2 separate regions of the Arabidopsis thaliana genome follow, and region 1 is linked to region 2. Evidence: chromatin contacts called from public capture Hi-C data. All regions are on one chromosome and are shown on one strand. The core of a region is the stretch at or near the end of the contact, and the rest is flanking DNA. Distances in the headings are between cores, read along the strand shown.

The links. Capture Hi-C pulls out chosen DNA fragments and counts their contacts.
Region 1: a capture Hi-C map of seedling shows a contact between it and region 2, with 2.9 times the contacts expected there.

Annotation. Positions count from the first base shown.
Region 1 is chr1:21,987,743-21,992,663 of TAIR10.1, reverse strand. MTR4 (RNA helicase, ATP-dependent, SK12/DOB1 protein) reads left to right here and starts at 2,378. Exons shown (of 14, transcript NM_104669.4): 1 at 2,378-2,811; 2 at 2,969-3,169; 3 at 3,255-3,473; 4 at 3,741-4,079; 5 at 4,756-4,860. The coding sequence starts at 2,554. It also overlaps the pseudogene AT1G59770.
Region 2 is chr1:21,354,023-21,358,705 of TAIR10.1, reverse strand. AT1G57660 (Translation protein SH3-like family protein) reads right to left here and starts at 3,231. Exons shown (of 2, transcript NM_104563.4): 1 at 2,903-3,231; 2 at 2,069-2,599. The coding sequence starts at 3,139. The coding sequence ends at 2,342. AT1G57650 (ATP binding protein) reads right to left here. Exons shown (of 4, transcript NM_104562.4): 4 at 4,395-4,514. The coding sequence ends at 4,395. It overlaps AT1G57670 (Toll-Interleukin-Resistance (TIR) domain family protein), which reads left to right. Exons shown (of 3, transcript NM_104564.1): 3 at 832-1,537. The coding sequence ends at 1,537.

The sequences.
Region 1 (4,921 bases), core at 1,129-3,628, 630 kb before region 2:
CGGAGTCACCATGAGAGTCACCGCTGGAGTCACCGCCGTCTACACCGCCGGAGTCACCGCCGTCTTCACCGCCGGAGTCACCGCCGTAAGTCTCTCGTCATCTCCTTGAAAAATCAAACTCTAGTTTCACTTGATATTAGATGTCCTTTCTCTCCTTTGATTTTAGCCGTTTAGTACTATCACTACTTACTTTTCAGGTGTCAAGTATCCTACTGCTAACGTGTATTTTCTGCAAGTGTGGAAAATTGAGCGTCTTTTGAAAGACTATGCAGTTTGTGGTGATTTTAGAGTGGAAGAGATGGCTAGTAGGATGCAAGTAAAGTTTGATAAGTATTGGGATCAGTACAGTATCATTCTAGCTATGGGAGCTATTCTAGATCCAAGGTTGAAAGTGCAGATTCTTAAATCTGCTTATAATAAGGTGGATTCGAGTAGTTCGGAAGAAAAGGTCAATGTTGTTGTGGACAATTTGAAAGATCTTTACAAAGAGCACAGGGAAAAAGTTTGGACTTCTTCCACCTTCTCAACAACCCAAACTCCACATGACCTTCTTACAGAATCACCACTAGAGGATGATCCAAATTATGTAAGTATTTCTCCATTCCTTGTTTATATCATATCATCTTTATTGTCTAACTAGTGTCTATACTCTATATCATACAGGATGTGTTTGAGCTTGAGAGGAGCATACAACCTGGTTCTGACAACACAAAGTCCAATTTGCAAAATTATTTGGATGATCCAAGGCTAGATTTGAGGTCTTTTACAGACATGGAGGTTCTGAGCTATTGGAAAGGCGATGGGCAACGCTATGGTGATTTAGCTTCTCTAGCTTCTGCTATACTTAGCATTCCAATCACTACAGTGGCAGCTGAGTCATCATTCAGTATTGGAGGTCGGATTTTAAACCCTTTCAGAAACCGCCTTCTTTCGAGAAATGTTCAAGCCTTGTTATGTACTAGGAACTGGTTGCGTGGTTTTGCAGAGTTGGAAGGTAAAAAAAGAATAGTCTAATTTTTTGGACTTAATTTTTTTTCATTTGTTGATTTATATCTTCTAATTGTAGGTGACATTGAAGAATACTTTGATGATGGAATTGAAGCTACTACATCGGTAGCAAGTAGCTCTGGAATATGAGAAGATGTTGTATTTTTGTTTTAAATTGATTTTCAGATATTTGATTACTTTTTAAGTTTTTCTTGTTTAATTTGACATACAAATTATTATTATTTTGCTATGAAAAAAATTTACATGATATATTTACATACCAGCTTAGTTTATAAGCAAAATATAGATATAAAATATATATAATAGTATATTAGTAATTAAACATAAACACTAAAAAAAAGACAAAAATCAAGTTGGGTACCCACGGGTAGTATCAGAACAATCGGGTTTTTTTTGGGCTTTCCCACTAATCAAAAATCCATTTGAATTTTCTAAAGTTGGGTTTTTGGTGGGCGGGTTTATTTTGGGTTCAGGTCGGGCTGGGCTTTTTTACCCACCACAACATCTCTACTTATAAGTCAATATATGAAGAGGAAAATGGACAAACAGATTGTCTAATAAGGGAGGAGAAGAATATATAAAATTCCAACATACTCCTTACGTATTATTTCTCTAGTAAAGATGAAGATTGAGATATTTCTAAAAGAAGAGAGTACCAGGTAAATTTTAGTCTAAGCACATACTCACATGATTATCAAGAGAAAGGGGAACACATTCTCTTTCTTGTTTATTTAAAAGTATATGTTTTTGGAATTTTTTTAGTAAAAATAAATTTATATTTGGAAAGGTTTTGTGTCAAAAAAAATCCTCCAACTTGCTAATTTTTGCTACTTTACCATATATTTCCAAAAATTGCAGATTAATCATACGAAGTAAAACAAATAAAATAATATGCAATATAGCTTTATACGTATATTGTAAATGTTTTCACAGCCACATACATAAAAGTTTCAAAATTTTAAAGGTAGAATTGAAGTCCTCCTAGAGAAGACTTCGATTTGACATATTAATTGACAAAATTTTATAAATTTGACGGTAACAAAAAAAATGGTTACATTCTTATTTTTTTGGATTTAATATGATTAATTTGTATTTAAAAGAGGTAGAAAATAAAATTGTAAAATTTGGTGAGTTTGAGAAGTATTTTTTTGCACAAAAACGTTTTGAAACTACCGACATGAAATCCAAAACGGGTATATAAAATTTGCATTAGTCTAAAATTAAATTAAAAGATTTAGGTATGTAAATTACTACATACAAGAAAATAACAATGAGAGTTATCTTCCTTTCTTCTTTTTAAAAGTTTAACATTCTTATATTCAGAATGATTAAGTTCATAAATTGAGCCAATGGGAAAAAAATGAACCAACAGCTATCGTGGAGAAAATAAAAACAATTTGGGCCTTAAGTGAGTAAACAAAATTGGGCTTAAAGGAAACCCTAAAACGCAGAGTGACAAAGTATTCATCGTCTTCGTTTCGTGAAACTCACCGGAGGAATCGTTTCTCGTCGGCGGAAAACTAAAACTACACACACCATTCTCTCATGGGTTCCGTGAAGAGAAAATCAGTGGAGGAATCTTCTGATTCTGCTCCGCCGCAAAAGGTTCAGAGAGAAGACGATTCCACCCAAATCATCAACGAAGAGCTAGTTGGTTGCGTTCACGATGTTTCCTTCCCTGAAAATTACGTTCCTCTTGCTCCCTCCGTTCACAATAAACCACCAGCTAAAGATTTCCCCTTTACACTTGACTCCTTCCAATCTGAAGCTATCAAGTGTCTCGATAATGGCGAGTCAGTCATGGTAAGCTTTTACTCTGGCTTCAATTGATTTTGGTCACTGAATTTCTAATCTGTCCTATTGAATTGGTGAATCAATTTGTAAAGATTACATATTTTGGTTCAAGCTGTGAACTTTTCTAGTTTTGTGAGAAAACTGAAGAGTATGGTTTCATGTTCAGGTTTCAGCTCATACATCAGCTGGTAAAACTGTTGTGGCGTCGTATGCTATTGCCATGTCTTTGAAGGAAAACCAGAGAGTTATTTACACTTCTCCTATAAAGGCACTTAGTAATCAGAAGTACAGAGATTTTAAAGAAGAGTTTTCTGATGTTGGTTTGATGACTGGGGATGTGACTATCGATCCTAATGCCTCTTGTCTTGTAAGTACCTTTTAAACTGTTCAATGTTGTCTCAGAAGTTTCTTTTATTTGCTATTTGTTCTTAGTTTTGTGTTCTTTGTTTCAGGTCATGACTACGGAGATTTTGCGTAGTATGCAGTATAAAGGGTCAGAGATTATGCGGGAGGTTGCGTGGATTATTTTTGATGAGGTGCATTACATGCGTGATAGCGAAAGAGGTGTGGTTTGGGAAGAGAGTATTGTAATGGCTCCGAAGAATTCTCGTTTTGTGTTTCTATCGGCAACAGTTCCCAATGCCAAGGAGTTTGCTGATTGGGTTGCAAAGGTATTTCACTCTTGCTACTCCTTCTACCTCTCTTTTGTGAATGGATTGATACATTTTTGTATCAACTTGTAATTATGATTTCACATCAATTATTTATTTTGGAGGAAGTAGAAACATGTCTTGGCAAAATGCAATATAGTTTTCATATGTCGTGTTTCTTTGAGTAGACTTAGTAAAACAGCCTGTTTATAACAAATGATTTTTTTTTTTTTTTTTTTTTTTTGGCGTTGTTGCTCTGGAGATTTGATTATAGAATTGGTATTGCAGGTTCACCAACAACCATGTCACATTGTTTACACCGATTATCGGCCAACTCCACTTCAGCACTATGTCTTTCCTGCTGGAGGTAATGGACTTTACTTGGTTGTGGACGAAAAATCTAAATTTCATGAGGATAGCTTCCAGAAATCTCTCAACGCACTGGTTCCGACTAATGAGAGTGACAAGAAAAGAGATAATGGAAAGTTTCAAAAGGGATTAGTGATTGGAAAACTTGGTGAAGAAAGTGATATTTTCAAATTGGTGAAAATGATAATTCAGCGGCAATATGATCCCGTGATTTTGTTCAGTTTCAGCAAAAAGGAATGCGAGGCACTTGCTATGCAGGTTAGTTTCCTCTTCTTCTGTTTGTCTAATGCAAGTAAATAAATCATTTACCGACAAATTTTTTATTTGACTTCTTTCAAAATCCCTGGATCTTTACCCTGTCATATGAGAATGTCATCTCATTTTGGGGATGTTATTTTTTTGTAACTATTAGCCAAACATGAATCTGAATTTGTTTCTGCTGAAATAAGAAAATTGGTCCAGAAAGTTAGGTGTTTTTTTAGTTTGTCTTCTTCTTATGCTTGGGATCAGTCTTATCCTTTTAAAATTGATATTGGGTTGGAGTGACTGTGATAAGCTCCTGGAGTCTTATGTGAAGATGCGGTACCTATATTATACTGTATGAGTTGGATCGCAAAAGAAGTCCTCACTTGAATCAAGACTTTTCTATAGTACTGTTCCCACCACTGAATTAAAAAACTTTCGTCATTCTTAATCTTGATAGTCTGTTATTACATTGCAGCAACGGTCTCTTCAATCTCTATATTTTTTGTTTGTATAGACTGTTCAAATTTTGTTTTTTATGATTTTTCTAGTGTGTTTGCCTGCACCTTGTAGTGCGTACTCTGTGGTGTGTTTTATTTTATGTGTATTTTACAACCTGAAGTTCATTGTCTGCGTACTGTGGGTCTTACTGTTAAAACGTGAGTCTAATACCTGTCTGTTTGTTCCACAGATGTCTAAGATGGTTTTGAACAGCGATGATGAGAAAGACGCTGTGGAGACAATCTTTGCTAGTGCAATTGATATGCTTTCAGATGATGATAAAAAGCTACCTCAGGCAAGCATTCATTAAAGCTCTTTCTAAGATGCCTGAGTGTTTGTATAATGCACCTTAACCT
Region 2 (4,683 bases), core at 1,982-4,481:
CCGTTTAAACCGTGGAGTTTACCTTCTACGTGTTGAAAATATATATGCGTTTTGTTGCTAATATACACGCATACGAGTTCAATTATCTATAAACGGATACTAGTTTATTACATATCTTGATTTGATTTTTGATGGAAAAGTTTATTTATGTATTTCCACCTCCCCATTAAAGTAGTGATGGAAAAGTTTACAAAGAACTACAAGTGTTTAAAAAAAAATGTTCTTTCACTTTCCTGCACAAACGAAAAATGGAAAATATGACACTACACCAATAATTGTTTTAACCTAACGATAATCAACGTATAATTCTAAAATATCTAAGATGTAAAGTTTCTTACTTTTTTTTCTTAAACAATCTTTATGTACCGTGCTCCGTTTAAGTTTTTATTTCGAGAAAGCTACCGTGTGACGACAATTTCGTTTTAGAAAAGTCATTATGTGATAAATTGATAAAGTCAATCTACTTGATTTTTATTCAAATGGAGTATGTTTTTACTAATACTTAGTTGAAGATAATTACTTTATTTTGTTGAACTATAATAAGAGGCTCCTGACAATATTATTTTTTGAATACTTAATATTTTTTTTCATCAACAACTGAAATTAATACTATAGTCTATAGTTGATATTTTGTTCAAAAATTTGCATATATATTTTTCTGCATCTTTGCTTCTCTGACAAGGTATTAACCTAGTCTCTAACCCCAAACCCCAAACCCCAAACCCCAAGTGGGGTTAAATGAACTTGAATATATGCTAATGATCTAAGTCCGATTGATTCGCGAGGTTAACCATTTTGATTTGCCTCCATAATTTTATACTAATTATACAGATCCGAGGCCAAATTTATCAAGAAGGTTCTGAAGGCGGTTGAGGAAGTTTTAACCACTATTCAATCTGATGAAGCAAAAGAAGGCAACTGTGTGGAGGATGTTGAAACATTTAACGTTCCACTGACTCTGCCTTGGTCATGGTTTAGCTCGGCGGTTGAGCTAATTGGTGCAATTCTCGGCTTACTCGCTGAGACTGTTCACGCTGATGAAGGAAGAAGAGAAGCTGATTTTGTGAAGAAAGTGAAAACACTTAATGTTCCACTGGCTTTGCCATGGTTATGGTTTGGCTCGGCGGTTGAACTAATTGGTGCAGTGGTCGGCTTACTCATTAAGGCTGTTCAATCTGATGAAAGAAAAGAAGATGGTTGCGTGAAGAAAGTGAAAACATTTAACATTGCACTGGCTCTGCCATGGTTATGGTTTGGTTCGGCGGTAGAGCTGATTGGTTCAGTGCTTGGCATCATTAACACTGTTCGTTCTGGTGAAGGAAGAGAAGATGATTGTGTGAAGAAAGTGAAAACATTTTACGTTCCACTGGCTCTGCCATGGTTATGGTTTGGCTCTGCGGTTGAGCTGGTTGGTGCAGTGCTCGGCTTACTAAATGAAATTGTTCACAAGTGTGCCTCACCAACCATGGTTATTCTTGCTAGTCAAGTTGGCTCTGTTGTGGCTATTTCGAGCCGTTGGGCTGATAAGTCTGTCTGAGCGAGCTTTTGTTTTCGATTTCGTCTCTTTGTGTTTTGTGGCTATTTCGAGCCGTTGGGCAGGTAAGCATGTCTGAGCGAGCTTTTGTTATCGATTTCGTCTCTTTGTTTTTTGTGGCTTCAATTGCTAATGGAAATAAATAAAATTTGCTTCAGTTTCTTGATGTAGTTTTAATGGATTAAAAGGAATAAACTAATCTACAATTAGAAGAGCAACGGTTGCTTTATTATGCAGATGGTTTCTTTGAAATGAAAGCTAGAAGAAGACTGAATCAGTGTCAGACAAAAATGTCTTTTATATTGGAGATTGAACTGTAACCATTGGCTTAGGCAGCTGAGTACACAACCTTGAATTGAAACATTGTTCCTTTGTGGAAATGCATTACATTTGGTGTCTTGAAATCGTGAGTCGAGTTTAAGACGATATCACATTTGTATTTTCTACATTTGGTTTGTAATTATGTTACCAAGGAACTGTTTTCTATTAATCCCACATCAAAACAATGGTTATTGTCCTTGGAGTGTAGTAACAAAAGACTACTCAACAACAATCAAAATGTCTCATACTATGATACTAGCATTATATGATTTACTGATAAACATTTCAGTTTTAACTAAGGATGCATAAATGATTTCAGAAACAAACAAATGCAATAAGCAAATGATTATGATAAGCAATCTTAATAACAAAATCTGAATTGCACTTTCATACCATATAGAAATTAGTCTTAATTGATACAAAAACATCATTAAAAAAGCAAGTGCAAAAATTCTGAGTAGAGAATGATAATAAAATGGAAAAAACTCAATAACCACCCTTGAGATCGTTGACAACATCGTAAGGAATGGGAGTGACAGTCTCCAATGTCATACCTTCGACCATGAAACCCGGTTTAGGACCTTTAGGCTGTCTCTTGGTGCTGATAGTCTCTCCTCTGGCTTTAGCATCAGCCTTAAGCACATCGTTCTGCTTCTTTCTGAGTTTAAACTCCTCAGCACACCTTGACTGTTGCACATGCTCCACACGCACATGTATCCTCTTCCTTATGATTCTGTTCCCAATCTATAAAACCAAACCCAAACACATAATTAGCCCACCAAGAAATACAATAAACTAAAAGAGAAGGCTTTCAAAAATAAGAATCATAGTAGATTGATTGCAACTAATACAAATAGCAAAAGAAGGACCCAAGAAGAAAAGCTTGAATCTTTCGAACCAATACCAATCCAACATCTCAGAATTCAAAACAGATAGCTCACACAAAGACGAATTAAACCCCAAATGAAAGAATCAAAATCACATTCAAACCCTAATTTCAACAATCAAAACTTTTCCAAACAGATTAGAGATTTGAGTAATCAACACCTGTTTGTTGACTTCAACACCAACGGCACGCTTAGTGACATTCCAGATGCGACCAGTACGACCATGGTAGAACTTATGAGGCATACCCTTGTGGATAGCTCCATTAACCTTGACATCGACGTAATCGCCGACCTTGAAGGTTCTGAGGTAAGTGGAGAGTGGAATATAACCCTTCTTCCTGAATGGTCTCGCGAACAGATCTCTTGTTCTCGCCCTCACTCCGTGTCCCGCCGGCATTTTCACTCTCTGTTTGAGTCTGGTGGCTGAAACCCTAGAGAAGCCATTGTTAAGATAAAAAACATGACACTTATAAAGTGAATTAGGGTTTTCATAAATGGGCCTGATTGGGCCATAGATCTGTAAATACCCATTGGATTTGAGGAGTTAAAAGGGGAGGTACGTAATTGTTTTGTTAATTACCCCTACATTTTGTATAATTTGGGCACAAAGTTTGGTATGTTAATTTTGTGTGCATTTCGGTTTGGAATTGGTTCGGTTTAGTTAATTTGGTTATAGTAAAATATTAAAATTTTAACTAAACTTCTTAAACTGAAACTTGTTTGTGTTTTATTCGGTTTACTAAATCTTTATGTAAGATATTATAAGTAATCAAATATATGGTGAATATTATGTATTTATTGTGTTTCTAACGTAATTTAGAATAAGTATTCTGATTAGTTTAGAAGTAAAAATCATACAAAATAGATTCTCTCTTATAATAACCTAAACAATTAATTTTCTTTCTTTTCTCCTTTCCACTAGTGTTTTTTTCTCATCCTCCTTCCATGCTCTTTTCATATTTAAAAAACAATTATGCTGCAAATCAACGTTAATGTAAAAGGCTCCTTGACAAATTATGTTGAAAATTTATATTGGGGTTTAGAAGTAAGCCTCTATTCTTGTGAGGGTTTTTGGATTTGGAGATATAGAATCATATTTTTTTTCAATTCTATATTTTATTTCATTTTATAGTTAAGAGTATAATTGGTTTTTAATTTTCCTTAAATCTATCTCACCAAAGTTATTATCTATATAAAATATAGATGGACAAACTTTTGGAAAAAGGTCTTTAATATTCAATTTTTCCTTTCGTTTCTTAAACAAACTAAACAAATAATTTTACAAGAATACAAAAACATTTGATATTGTTACTACTATTTGTTAATTACAAAAAAACTCCCTACATGCGAGCAAAATATGAGATTTGGACATAAAGTTAGTATGTAATTCACAACAATCCTAAAATCCCTCTGTTTTTTTTTACCGGATTAAGCTCTATAAAACTCAAAAAGTTATTCCAAATAATATCAATTTCATTTCTCCATGTGAATTTAGTTCATAACGGGAACCTTATTGTCTAGTTATATAGTAACGTAAGAATAAAATCTTACACAGTTACACTAACAGTTAAAACAAAAAAAGGAATCAAAGGAAAGTTTTTTCTTAGCAGAGAAAAGGTATAGAGTATTCTTGAACAAGAGACATCCATGGATCACTCTGACCTATATAAGATGTATTGTTTCAAGTAAACAATCTGTAGACCATAGACCACAATGCATTTTCCCAGTGGCATTGGCTCCGAATGGCAATCCATTTTAGGTGCGATTAAGATCTGAGGTCAAGAGCGATGTGATTAGCTAGAAATATGAATGGAAATGTGATTCAACCCCGATGTCATTATCCTATATTCTTGAATGGTAATATGATATAGAAATGGTTAGAAAAAAATTACCATAATCGACATTACTTGTATTATTGTTTATATGTTTTATGTATGAGTA